Regions from separate parts of the Sus scrofa genome. Here all the other regions are linked to region 3. A link is a contact called in public HiChIP or PLAC-seq data. All regions are on one chromosome and are shown on one strand. Each heading gives the region's core, a stretch centred on a gene start, on an enhancer-like site or on the middle of the called end of the contact. The rest is flanking DNA. Distances are from core to core; before and after follow the strand shown. Region 1 overlaps FAM207A (protein FAM207A). Region 2 holds the start of FAM207A (protein FAM207A). Region 3 has its middle 22 kb from the start of ADARB1.

Region 1 (4,336 bases), core at 488-2,987, 140 kb after region 3:
AGTAAATGATGACAGCCCGGCAGCTGGGCCAGAAGGGGAAGCCTCCCGCCCTTCCCGTCTGTTCTCTGGCTGAGGCCGTGGTCACACCCGACTCGGGCACCTTCCAGCCAGCCCGGGTGGCCTTGTCCTTCCACGGAAGCGGCAGCCCAGGGAGAGCAAAGGGACCCAGGGGGGCAGCAGTCACGGCGGGGGGAGGCGGCCGGGCATCCAGACGCAACACTCACCGTCGGGCGGGCGGCCGCCGGGCGCCGGCCTCCAGCTCCAGCAGCTCGGGAAGGGCGTCCCTCAGGGGCTGCAGGTCCCCCACCACCGCCGTGGCCCTCCGCCTCCGCTCCGCCTGGCGCTTCTGCTCCGCCAGCTTTATGGCTTCGATCTCTGAGGAAGGGGGCCGCGGGTCAGGGCAAAGACGAGCGAGGGAAGCGCCCTGGCCGCTGCCTTTAGCCGCAGAGCGGAGCTCGGCCTGGAAACGGGGGGTGCGGGCTCCCCGCCGGCTCGCCCGCAGTCGCGGAGGCGCCGTCCAGCCGCAGGCCCCGAGGACCTGCCGCGAGGAGCCGCGCAGCCGGCGGCCGGCACCTTCCCTCTGCCCGAGCGCTCGTGGCCCCTGGACGCACCCGGGAGCGAGCACGTGGTCCTCGATGAAGACTCGATGGGGGGCCACACTGAACATGGCGAGAGGGGCTGGTCCAAACAGGAGGGGACCCGAGCTGCGGGGCCTCAAGAAGGCTCCTGCACGGGGCGGGGGCACGGGCGCTGGAACAGACCCCGGGACGGGGTGGCAGGGCCAGGGGTCAGAGTGCCAAGCAGAGGGCAGGGCTGCGGCTCTGCTCTGGAGCAGGGGCCCAGGCAGGTCCAGGCGGGGCGCCACCTCAGGATATGACTTTCCTTCTAAGATACATGTATTCCAGGGAGTTCCCGTCGTGGCTCAGTGGTTAACAAACCTGACTAGTACCCAGGAGGCTGCAGGTTCGATCCCTGGCCTTGCTCAGTGGATTAAGGATCCGGCGTTGCCGTGAGCTGTGGTGTAGGTCGCAGACAGGCTCCGATCCCGCGCTGCTGCAGCTGTGGTGGAGGCCGGCAGCTACAGCTCCGATTCGACCCCTAGCCTGGGAACCTCCATGTGCTGCAGGTGCGGCCGTATGAAGACAAAACATTAAGCTGAAACAGAATACTTCCCAAGCTCCCAATAGAACGCGCACTCAATCGCGTTCTCTCCGCGGCGTGGCTCGTGGAAACCAGCTCACGGTTTGGGTGTAGACCCTGCTGTGGGGAAGCTGCCTGGATCTGTGGGATCTGATTTCCTCACTGTTCTGCACTGGAGCCCTTGAAAGTAAAACAAACGGTAAAGGCTCTGCTATTAAAAACCTTGAGATGAGGCTGTGATGGATGGGGGAGGGCCGGCTCGGAGCCTGAGACACTAGCTGCCTCCCCATCGTGCCAGGTTTATGGGGCCATAAATAACCGAGCTGCAGACTCTGAATTACATCGAAAAAGGGAGCTGAAAGCACCCTCCTGACGAAAGCCAGAGGACTCGGGGCACAGCGGGCAGCAGCCAGGCGATGCCGGGGAGAGCATCCATCCACCCGCGGCGGGGACCTCGCCCTCCCGAGGGCAGCGTCTGCCCTGGGCCTCTGGGCGTTGTGGCCGCATGTCAGCCCTCCGGGCAGGTGTGGGAGGCCAGGGAGGCAGGGCACCCCGGGCAGAAGGCGGTGATGACCAGGCTCAGAGCCGGCCAGGAGGGCAGGGACCTGGTTAGGGACCCCATGAGCACAGACAGACTCGGGATGGCCCCAGCAGCACACTCAGGGCCCCAGAAGGTGTGGTGCAAAGCGAGGGGACCCTCACAGGCATTTTCAAAGAGAGTAATTTCTGGAAACGAAACTATCTGGGAGGCTGGCAGGCTTCCCGAGGCCGGCAGAGCAGCTCCTCCCCGAGCTCGCGGACCTGGGGCAGCGCCGAGAAGCTCTGGGAGGCCTGCCCGGAGGAGCCAAGCCAGGGACACAGCCGGGGCCGCAGCCAGCCCGGGAGAGCCCGGGGGCCTGGGCGGCCAGGGCTGCTGGCCTCGCCCCAGCGAGCTGAGCTCCAGGCGCCTCCTGCCCTGGGCCAGGCCGAGCCGCAGCCGTCAGAGTCGACCAGGTGACGCCTCAGGGCTCGCCACCCCCAGGTTCAGCAATGTCCCCCACTCCCCCGGACCCAGGGGCCTCGTCCAGAGCCCAGGGCGGGGGCTCAGGCAGGGAGGGGAGGGGCGGCTCCCTCCGCGGCTGCAGGCCCGGCACCAAAGCCGCCCGGGGACCCAGCGCAGCGGGGCAGAGGCCCGGCTCCCAGGAGGACAGGCGCTGATGCCCAGGGCAAGGCCGGCTGGTCAGGGCAGGGCACTGCTGGCCAGGCAGCGCGGCCCCCGCGCGTGGAGCCGAGGCCAAGATAGCATGATGCGGGGACACGTGTCCGGGGTCTCTGCAGGGGCTGCTTCGAAGGGACAGGCCAGGCCCCCACTGGACAGGCCAGAGAGCGAGGGCCTCCACCATCCACTCAGGACGAGGGCGACGACAAAGCCCAGAACGGAAGGTGCTTCCTAACCGAAGCGTCTGCCTGCAGAGGCGCGCCTGTGCTGAGAAGAGGCGGGTCTGCGAGCTGGAGCTCACAGACCTGCTGGCAGGGGTGGGTGTGGGGGTTCCTAGAGGCTGACACCCCTTTCCTCCTATGTACTTACTCTAAAACCAGCTTCAGGACAATCCAGAAAGCACCCCCTGGAGCTCCCGCTGTGGTGCAGTGTGTTAAGGAGCCGCCTTGTCTCTACTGGCTTGGGTTCCATCCCCGCCCAGCACAGCAGGTCAAGGAACCGGCACTGAGGAACTTCCGTTCGCCACAGGTGTGGCCGTAAAAACATCCACCGAAAAGAGAGCCCTCCCCTGTGCGAACCAGGCCTCCAAAACCAACCTCACCGCCTGTGTGGGGTGCTGATGGGGGCAGTTCCTATGAGCTGAAACCTCTGCGCCTATGCAGTGCCTGGGGGGCCGGCCCAGCTCCTGGAAGGCCCGTCGACCCAGGCGTGCCCTCACGACTGCCCTGCCCACGTCTGCTCACCTACACAAAACAGAGGGGCGTCCCTTGTAAACAGGGCCTGAGACAGAGTCCTGTAAGGGCCACGAGCTGCACACAGCATCACGGCCTGGGGCTACCAACCCTGAAGAGAGCAGCTCACGGGACACTGACCGGGGCGCAGTCCTTGGCCCCGGAGACCAGGGAAAATTCCCACCCCTTCTATCAACACTGCCAAGGCTCCAGCCCTGGCCGCAGGATGAGCCCAGGACATAAAACACAGTTTGGAAAGCAAAATGTCAACGTGTCTCTATTTTAACAAGTGGTACGATTATTTTGCAGAAAATTCCAAGAAATCTACCAAATAACTACTGGAATTAATAGACAACTTTAGCAAGACCAGAGAGTACAAAATAATAACAAAACGATAGTAATTAGTAAATAATAAAGAGCAGAAAGCTGGAAAAATGAAGCTTTTGAGAATTCCATTCCTAATAGCTTCAAAAACTAAAAATCAGCAATAAGCTTGTGCAGAAAAAAAACCCAAAAACCCAAGACCTCTGCTCTGAAAATTGCACAACACGGACGATGGAAATTAGGGAAACTGACTAAAAAGAAAGATGTACCATGTTCATGGATGAAGATCCCATGTGTTAAAATCACGACCTCCTGAACTCCTCTGTGGAGTCAAAGCAGTTCCTACAAGCTACCAGCTTTTGCTGTGGTGGCGATGACCTGTAAGAACTGACAAGGAGCTCCTGCTGTGGCGCAGCAGTAACGAATCCAACTGGGATCCACCAGGACGCTGGTCCGATCCCTGGCCTCGCTCAGTGGGTGAAGGATCTGGTGTTGCCGTGAGCTGTGGTGTAGGTCGCAGATGTGGCTTGAATCCCGTGTTGCTATGACAGTGGCGTAGGTCAGCAGCTGCAGCTCTGATTCAACCTCTAGCCTAGGAACCTCCATATGCTGCAGGTGAGGCCCTAAAAGGACAAAAAAGTTAAATCCACTGTGATAGGAAAAAAAAAAACAAAAACAAGTCGACAAGCCTGCGGTAACATTCGTATGGACCTGAGCCACTGAAAGCAGTCTTGGGACAGAGAAAATGGGATGCAGGACTTCCTGCACCTGACCCCAAGACCTGCGTCACAGCCGGAGTGCTCTGCACAGCCTGGTACTGAGAAGGGACAACAAACAGAACCTCCCCGAGGCGCCATCTGATTTTTCAGAGACACCAAGACGACTGGATGAGCGAAGAAAGGTCTTTACGACACGTGGTGCTGAACAACTGAAGAACGAGACC
Region 2 (4,290 bases), core at 949-3,448, 160 kb after region 3:
TAAGGCCATTCACAGCCACACAGATGCAACTAGAGATTATCATGCCAAGCAAAGCAAGTAAGAAAAAAATACCATATGGCATCACTTATATGTGGAATCTAAAATATGGCACAAATGGGAGTTCCCATCATGGCTCAGCAGTAATGAACCTGCCTAGTACCCGTGAGGACACAGGTTCGTCGATCAGTGGGTTAAGAATCTGGTGTTTCTATGAGCTGTGGTGTAGGTCACAGATTCAGCTCAGATCCTGCATTGCTGTGGCTGTGGTGCAGGCCGGTCCAGCTCTACTGGACCCCTAGCCTGGGAACTTCCGTATGCCATGGGTGGGGCCCTAAAAGGAAAAAAATAAAATTAAAATTAAATTAAATTAAATAAGGCGCAAATGAACCACTTACAAAACAGAAAGAGACTCACAGACATGGAGAACAGACTTGTGGTTGCCAAGGAGGAAGGGGAGTTTGAGGTTGGCAGATGCAACTTCTACACTTAGAACAAGGTCCTACCGTATAGCACAGGGAACTATTTCTAACGTCCCGGGATAGACCGCGATAGAATATAATGTAAAAAACAATGTATACGTGTGTATGACTGAGTCACTCTGCTGTGACTTGGCACAACCGAAATTGGCACAACATTGTAAATCAAATATGCATCAATTTAAAAATTAAGAATTATAGGAGTTCCCCACGTGGCTCAGCAGTGAATGAACCCAACTAGAATCCATGAGGACTCAGGTTCCATCCCTGGCCTCGCTCAGTGGGTTAAGGATCCAGCGTTGCCATGAGCTGTGGTGTAGGTCACAGACGCTGCTCAGATCCAGCGTTGCTGTGGCTGTGGTGTAGGTTGGCAGCTACAGCTCCGATTTGACCCCTAGCCTAGGAACCTCCCTATGCCGTGAGTGCAGCCCTAAAAAAGACAAAAAAAAAAAAAAAAAAAATTTAAAAATTACATATCATGGGAAATACACCCAAAAAGTTTATAATGCATATATGAAAATCTAGCTCTTTAATCAATTACACAAGATAAAATGCAAGAAATTAACACAATTATATTAGGGGGTAAAAACGTTGTTATGAAAGCCTGGGCACTGGGGCCAGATCCTGGGTTCAAACAGCAGCAGCCAAGTGTCCTTGGTAATTTATTTAATCTCTCAGTTTTTCCCCGCAAAATCAGTCGGCGTGATTATGACAATGTAAACGGCCTGGCACACAGCATAGCTGTTCTCCTTAGCACTACTAGCCCAAAGCCATGGGCCCCACAAACCAACAAGACTGGTCCACAATCCCCAGAGGAGCCCCTTGGTTACAGACACCGGCAGATGCTTCCAGGCAGCTCCGGGTCAGCCCGTGATAAAACATGGTCTAACCACACAGTGGAACATTTTCCACCATAAAAAGGAGTGAAGGGTGATAGTCATACAACCTGCAGGAACGTTGAAACCACGCTAAATGCGAGAAGCCCAACGCGAAAGCCACAATCTCTAGGACTCCATCCATGCGAAATGCACAGAACAGATGGGCGGCTGCTTAGGGCTGGGAGGGCTGGGCACGGGGCACAGGGGCTCTTCAGTTTGCTCCTCGTTTTCTGATGACCCTGGGACTTCCCTTTCCTTTCCCGGGAGCTGTTTGTGCCGCATTCGAGCAGCCTTTCTGCCCGTGGCCGTGGCCGGCTTCTGGTCCTTCCCCGCACGGCGCCAGGCGCGGAGCAAGCCGACCCCTCCCGGGCCGTCGCGCCCGTGCGCCGAGCCTCGGGGCCCACGGAGGCCACGACCCTCCGCGGACCGGGAAGGCCCGCGGGCCGCGCAGCCAACACGGCCCGGGCCGCGGTCCCGGGCTCTGGGGGGCGCCCACAAAGCCAGCCCGGGACCCCCGAGGCCGCACAGTGCGCCGCACCTCTGCCCCCCCCCCCACCGCCGGCGGTGTCCCCAGCTGACCTTCGCCCCGACGCCGCCGGCCGGGGCCTGCGGAGGGGCCGCCTCCCGGGCGGGGGGCGCGGGGCCGGGCGCGGCCTCCCCCGCGGGCCTCACCGCAGCCTGGTGCACCCGAGCCCGCAAGCCGCGCACTTTCCCCATCTCGCCCGCGGAGACCCACAGCCCGCCGGAAGCCGCGGGCACACGCGCCACAAGCCCCCGGAAGTCGGTCCCGCGTGCTGGGGGCCCGGCGGAAACAGGAGCCCGGCCGCTGGGATCCGCTCTTCTCCCCGCGCCCGACGCGCAGGCCACCGGAAGGGCGGGACGGAGCCGCAGAAGGGCGCGGCTGCAGCTGGAGGAGCGGGGCCGAGGGGTCCCGCCTCCGACCCTGCCCGGCTTCCCGGGGCGGGGGCGGCTAATTGTCGGAATCTGTGCAGCCTTGATAACTGGGGAGTGATGGACACAGCGCTGGGGGGGTTCACGCTTGTTGAAATACACAACAAACTTGGGTTTGCTTCTGCCTGTCAGAGATGCCCGGGAGTAGCGGGAAGACTGGGGGCTGGGGGCACCTCAGAGACATCAGGCCAGGACTTACAGGGGCGACTTTACAGAAGTGCCCCTGGAAGAAACCCAGAAACCAGCTCTCAAGCTCAGTACCCCAACTCTGTCAATGGCCCCGCTATCACCACCTGCGCAGTGGCCAGGGTGGGTGTCTAACCAAAACCTGCAGATCAGGTTCCTGTGGCTAGAACCTCTTGTCCAGCTGTGAGCAAGAGGAGAGAACTTCTGGGAGGCTTTCTGGATGGTGAAGACCCAGCCCACCACCTAGTCGTGTGCCCCCCATCTGGTGGCAGCTACAACTTCTTTAGGGGAATGTCACGCGATGGTCTCTGGTTCTACTGCTGTGGGGAGAACTAAGGACAGACAGCACAGAGGTAGTGACTGCTGGGCACACACAGGCAGAGAGCTAACTCAGCTCGCTGGAGGAATGATCTCCTGGCAGCTGGTGCAGAGACACTGGTGTCTTCAACACACAGGTATATGCTCTGCTCCATCCGGCCTCGTTTCCTGAGATGGCGGGCAGGGAGACCCTGGCTTGGCTCCTGGCTCCTTTGCTCACCAGCCCCCCACCTGGCAGTGATCTCTGCCCCTAGCCACCCCCAGAGCCTGCAGGACAGCCTCAACCTCAGGGTTGCTTCTTGCCTCTTCCCGGCAGCCCGTGCTTTCTCAAAGGAAAAGATTGTCCAGCTACCGCAAAATGCATCTGTTAGGACTTTCTTTAAATCCCTGGGCCCCCTCTCTTTGTGTCTGTCCCTTCATCTCCCTCGGCGACCAGGCCACACCCTGCTGCCCTGACATTTGCACCTGCAGCCTGACCCCTCTCTGGGTCTCCACCTGAAGTTGTGGCGATCCCAAAGTGGAAGCCTTGCTTCCCATCCCAATCTGCCCCCGCCCACCCCAGCAGTACAGTCCCCTTCGGAAGGAATGGCAGCCCTCACTCAGGAAGGGGCCCAAGCTCCAAACGGAAGTGTTTTCTTGGCCAACTCCTCTCCCTATCACATCCCCCCAACAGCCCCCTTATCCATCCCCCCAAATTCCACCCCCACCTGGGCTCCAGCCCTGCCCTCCACCCTTGGCCGGAATGGAGCCCCTTCTGTTTACAGCAGCCCCTACCTCCCCAGGGGGGCTGCGTTGGTTCCCGGTCTTCCAGGAAAGGCTACCCTTGGCTCTGGTCTCCGGGGAGGCCCCGCACCCTCGGCAGCTCTGCCTTTCCCAGAGCTCTGCCGTATCTCCTCTGTTCCCTGGGCTGTCGGCCTCCCGGCTGGACTAGGTGGCCTTGGTGATGCCCGGACAGACCCAGCTCTCGCGCGCGCGGCGCCAGGCAATTCTTCCGTCGCGCGAGGGCGCTCACGGCCCGCCGGGGTTTCTCGTGGAGCTGGGGCGCCGCGGGCACCGACGCCCAGGGCGGGGAAAATCCCAGCGCGGGCGCTTCCCGCGACCCCGAGCCCCTTCGGCCCCGCCGAACGCGGCGCACGCAGGATCCATACGAAGACTTCCAAGTGGGTCTGGGGTTCCCACGCAGTCTTGAAGGGTGGCTTCCGGGACAGCCTCGGGACAAACACTGCCGTCGCTCATGCCTGTCTGCCCGATCCTTCGCGGCCTCCGCAAGGACTTCCTGCGAAGCGCCGGCTCTGCCCTCGGGTTTCCACGCCCGCCCAGCGGCGCCTTAGAGCGGACGACGACCTGCGCGCAGCGGCCCTGCGGGTGCCCCGCTCTGACCCGCTCCTGGGACCCTGCTGGGACGTGGAGCCCCAGGCCCACTGCGTCCCACCCTGCCGGGCCCTGGGCCGGTTGCCCTAACCCCACGCGTCTTTCTGTGC
Region 3 (4,253 bases), core at 1,311-3,810:
CACCACTCTGCGCCACCACCCCAGGCAATGCAAAACACAGGAAAAAGGTGAAACTGAGCCAAAAAAGATAGGACCCAACTGCAGAGCAAGCTAAACGGTGGCCTGACTCCCAGCAGCTGGCGGAGGGGTCATTCTAGAATTTTCCTTTGTGCACAAACCTGACGGGGAAGTTCTCAGACGCATCTCACCTGGCTCTGTAACCACCAACCTCTGCTCATCATTAAATGCAGGTGCCACGTGTGGGTCTGGAACTCACTGAACCACGCTTACAAACAGAAAACAGACTTTTCTCCTTGCTAGTCTGTTTCAAAACCCAGAAAGCCAAGGTGGGAGGAGCCAAACCGTAGAGAGAGGGGGAGGAGCGGTGGGCACGGTAAGTGCACCAGTACGCCTGGCTCGCTGGGGAGCTCGGAGATGGTCTGAGGGCCAGGAAACCGGCCAAGCACCTGCAGCCCTACGATCCTCAGCAAGAAGTGCGGCTGCCAATCTGGTGGGCTGACCCCGGCGTCCTCCCCAAACTCTTTCCCAGAGACGCTGCAACTGAGTTAAAACTCATTTTCTCAGGCTCCTTTGTGACTACAGCCACATGACACAGTTCTGGCCAGCGAGACATGCTGAAAATATGCAGAGGGTTCTGAAATGCCCCTGTTGAACACAACAGAAATGGGCTGCATGCCCATCCCTCCCCAACTGTTACTGCCTTAGACATAGATGTGATGGCTGGAGCCACAGCAGCCACACTGCATTCATGAATGGTTGGGAGAACTGCAGAGATACTGAACCGGACTCTTGCCTCTTGCTTGACTCTAGCAAACACTGACCTCTGCACTACTTATTATGAAATAAGTGAACAAATCCTCAGTGGTTTAAGACACCATAGGGTATGTTTTCTGCTCCTGTCAGCACAAAGCATCCTAAATGACACAGGAAAAGAGGAGCCGGCAGAAGTGTACGTGAGCTAAGTCCTCCTGCACCTAAACTTAAAATCAAGAGACAACACTGAAAATTTACAAATCAAACAACTGCAAGTGTAACATTAAGAAACAGGAAGCATGGCAGTGAGTGCCACCTATGCCAACAGCAGAGTACCTGCATGGCCAACCGTGGAGAACGACAGTCCCAGCCCCGCGCCCCCAGCCCTGCCCCCTGCGATGGACACGTCATGTGGCAGCTTCTGGGACCCGCCCCAAGAGACAGCACACAGGTGTCCCTTGCCCCCCCCCAGCACCTGTCTACCTGTGGGTGAGCTCACGCACGGCAGACAGATACCAGGGCAGAGCCTGGACAGGCGCTGCTGCGGGGGCCCTTCCTGCTGGTGGAGCCCTCACACTGGGCCTCTGTCGCCTGCAGCCGTCCTCACACCGGCCAATCCAGAAACGTAAGTATTTACAGCTTCTTAAACAAGCAGCGCTGCCTCAGGGGAGGGGAGGGCCGCGGGCCGCTGCTTCCCACCCAAAGCCCTTCTAAACTACGTCGCCTGTCTACGTGGAGGGCATCACGGGCAAATCTGAAAAGCAAAAACCAGAAAGGTCTGGTCTCGTCGCCCAGACCCCTGCCCTGTGCCCAACTCCTCATGCCATCTGCCTGCAAATACACATCTTTCCAGAGCCCCCACCCCACGAAGCCTGCAGCCCCTGCCCGGAGAACAGGCCGCCTGCCCCCGTCCTGCCAGAGCGCCAGCAGACGGCACTGTCGTCGCCTGCTGACTTCCCTCCCCCGGCCACGTCTCTTCCCCTGCACCTGCCCGCGCCGCGTGCTGCAGAGGCCACGTCCCTGTCACGCGAAACGCAGCCGCTTCCTCTCAGCGGCTCTGGGCTTTGGCCTCCAGCAGCGGGGTCCCCGGCGCACACGGCGGGGCCCCACACACCGCAGGACGTGCTGGAGACACCGCGTGGAACATGCAAGCCCGCATCCCAAAGGCCGTCTGTGGACCTAGAACCAGCAACGGCCCGCAGCTCTCTGGGCACAGCCAAGGGTGGTTAACGAGGTGCTCAGCAGCCGTCCATCTTCCAGAATTCTGTCTGCCAGGGCGGGCAGGGCGGCCGATCCCCTTAGAGCCCTTGGCGGAGTGGACGCCACAGGAGTCCGTCCACAAGAGGGCGCTCAAGCCCCTCCCAGGAAGCGGCCCGGGCGCGAGGGCCAACCCCCAGCTGTCCCGCACAGGGACCGGCCTCCGGTTCTTCTTGACACGTCCGTCTGCAGCTCTCTCGCCATGGCCAGAGCCCAGAACAGCCAGGAAAACTCACCAACCCTCTCTCTCGAGAACAGCAGATACCACTCCGCCCCAACACGGCACAGGCTTCCTCAGTCAGCTCTCGAGGTCAACGCTGCACTAACTGTCTCCTTGGGACACTTAAGGTCCAACACAGAAGAACTGGGAAGAACACAGCCACTTTTTAGAAAGTTTAAAACTTGATGCTGTTAAACCAAGTTTTACTCAGCTTGGTTTTCAATTTTTTGGGGGGAAAACAACCCGAAACCACCGTCTCCCCATGGTTCCACGTCTACCCTTTGCCACCACGGCCAGCAGGTGGCGGGAGTGCGGGGAGAAGCGGGCGAGGGCCCCTCCCGGGTCCCCTCGGTGGCGCCACCCCTCAGAGGGAGAGCCACCCGCCCCGCCCCGCGGGGCCCTCGCGGCCGACATCGCCCGTGGCACAGCTGCTCTCCGCCCTCACCGGCGCTGGCAGCTGCCTCCTCCTGTCCCGCCCTCGTCTCCAGGCCTTGGTCACCACCTGCAAACAGGCACTCGGTGAGGATTTGAAGCACAAATGAAGGAGCAGGTCCGAGATGCAATACGCATCTTTCTGGAGCCGCAGCAGGTTCTGAGAGGTGGAGTTCCTGGGGTCCCAAGCTCTGCGCCCCCCCACTCCCGCCCCAATGTGGCCACAGTCACTCCGGGCACCGGCGCCACACCGCCCTCCCGGAACCGGCGGCTCTGCAGCCACTGAGGACGTTTCCCGCTGACTGAGCCCAGGCCGAGGCCCCGGGGCCGAGGAGGAGTGTGGGCCCCAGGCTGGGAAGGGGAGTGTCCGCACCAACCAGGAGGCTATGAGCCCCACGCCAGGGTCCCTAGCCGCCACCCAGCACGGGCACAGAGGAGGCCGGAGCTGGCCGGTGGCCCGGGGTGGGCACCCCAGAGGCACCCCCCACCCCAGTGCCCTGGCTGGGGTGGGGACACGAGACAGCCTGTGCCCTTGTGCCCGGGGGTGCAGCTGCCGCCGACCTGAGACTGGCACAAGGACGCCTTCCCAGCGGTGACGCCGCCAGAAGCCCACCGGGAATCCCTCATTTCTGTCACTGACCTTTAGGGACGGCGCCTGTGCTCCGCAGGGGACAGCAGCCTGCGAATCACATCCAAGGGGAAAATGTCTAGTTTTGGCCCCAACAGGCCAGGATTCAGCCCTGCACGTGGGTCTTGGTGCCCCTGTGCCCGCTGAGCCCCACCCGATGCCACCGGCCCCTCCCCAGCCTTCAGGACACCCAGCCAGGCTGGCCACGTGCAGACGTGGTCTGGCCATCCCAGGGCCGGGGCACCGTGTGGGACAAACAGGACTGTCCCAGGAACAAAGAGCTGTCCTGCCTGAGGAGCTAAGGCAGGTGACGGAGAGGCTCACGGAGACCCCTGCCCGGACCCCCTCGCCCCATCGCGATCACAACTCGGCAGGCCAGCCGTGCAGAAGCGGAACCAGAACCACCGCATGAAGGCGGCAGGGCCTGGGTCCTACCCTCTCAGAACGAGCCCAGGAGCTGAGCACAGGCGGCTCAGGTCTACACCCGAGGCGCCACGGCACCAACTCCGCACCCCGGGTCTGTGTGTACGGGCAGATTTATGCCCCTGCTTTTGTTACATCTGGATGTGGTGTCTTCCGCGACGCCACTCGGAATCAAAAGAGGAGCTGACAGATACCGTCGCAAGAGGGACCTTCGGGTGTGGCGGCCGCGAGAGGGGCGGGCGGGCGGCGGCGGGGCAGCCCGGGTCTGGCCGGGCCCCTCAGAGCGGGCGCCGCAGAGTAAGGGCCTCGGGCCCAGAGCGCGCCCCCGGCCCAGCGCGCCGGCCTGCGAGGCGGAGCAGGCGGCAGGGCCAGCGCTTGAAGGGGCGGGAGCGGCGGGGCGGCCGCTGGGCCTGAAGCGCCCAAGGCCGGCTCTCCCAGCGCCGCGGGCGCCAGCGGGGGCTCTTCCAGCGTCCGTTGCCGTTGTGTTTCTTTTTCAAACGGCTCTGGGGAAACAAGAAGACCAAGACTTCAGATGATGCT

The links. HiChIP or PLAC-seq counts read pairs in DNA pulled down with a chosen protein or histone mark.
Region 1: an H3K27ac HiChIP or PLAC-seq map of skeletal muscle shows a contact between it and region 3, with 12 times the contacts expected there. The contact joins two enhancer-like sites. A contact is called at or near these places in 19 of 47 Hi-C or Micro-C datasets (alveolar macrophages, embryonic fibroblasts, fetal heart ventricle and 11 more) and 1 of 2 datasets of contacts at active chromatin or transcription factors (skeletal muscle).
Region 2: a contact with region 3 is called in an H3K27ac HiChIP or PLAC-seq map of skeletal muscle. The contact joins the promoter of FAM207A here to the enhancer-like site in region 3. A contact is called at or near these places in 4 of 5 promoter capture datasets (fetal liver, fetal skeletal muscle, liver and 1 more), 18 of 47 Hi-C or Micro-C datasets (alveolar macrophages, embryonic fibroblasts, fetal heart ventricle and 11 more) and 2 of 2 datasets of contacts at active chromatin or transcription factors (alveolar macrophages and skeletal muscle).

Annotation. Positions count from the first base shown.
Region 1 is chr13:207,581,017-207,585,352 of Sscrofa11.1, reverse strand. FAM207A (protein FAM207A) reads right to left here. Exons shown (of 6, transcript XM_013990227.2): 4 at 225-375. Among named protein-coding and RNA genes, the nearest start is that of FAM207A, 22 kb to the right of the region's middle. Within about 2 kb of position 1,737, at least 24 of the 83 cell types and tissues checked have an H3K27ac peak or open chromatin away from gene starts, as enhancers often do. A contact at or near this core is called in retroperitoneal adipose tissue, skeletal muscle and subcutaneous adipose tissue, where this site is marked.
Region 2 is chr13:207,558,788-207,563,077 of Sscrofa11.1, reverse strand. It overlaps FAM207A (protein FAM207A), which reads right to left and starts at 2,198. Exons shown (of 6, transcript XM_013990227.2): 1 at 1,934-2,198. The coding sequence starts at 2,071.
Region 3 is chr13:207,723,093-207,727,345 of Sscrofa11.1, reverse strand. No RefSeq gene overlaps it. Among named protein-coding and RNA genes, the nearest start is that of ADARB1, 22 kb to the left of the region's middle. Within about 2 kb of position 2,560, at least 16 of the 83 cell types and tissues checked have an H3K27ac peak or open chromatin away from gene starts, as enhancers often do. A contact at or near this core is called in fetal liver, retroperitoneal adipose tissue, skeletal muscle and 1 more, where this site is marked.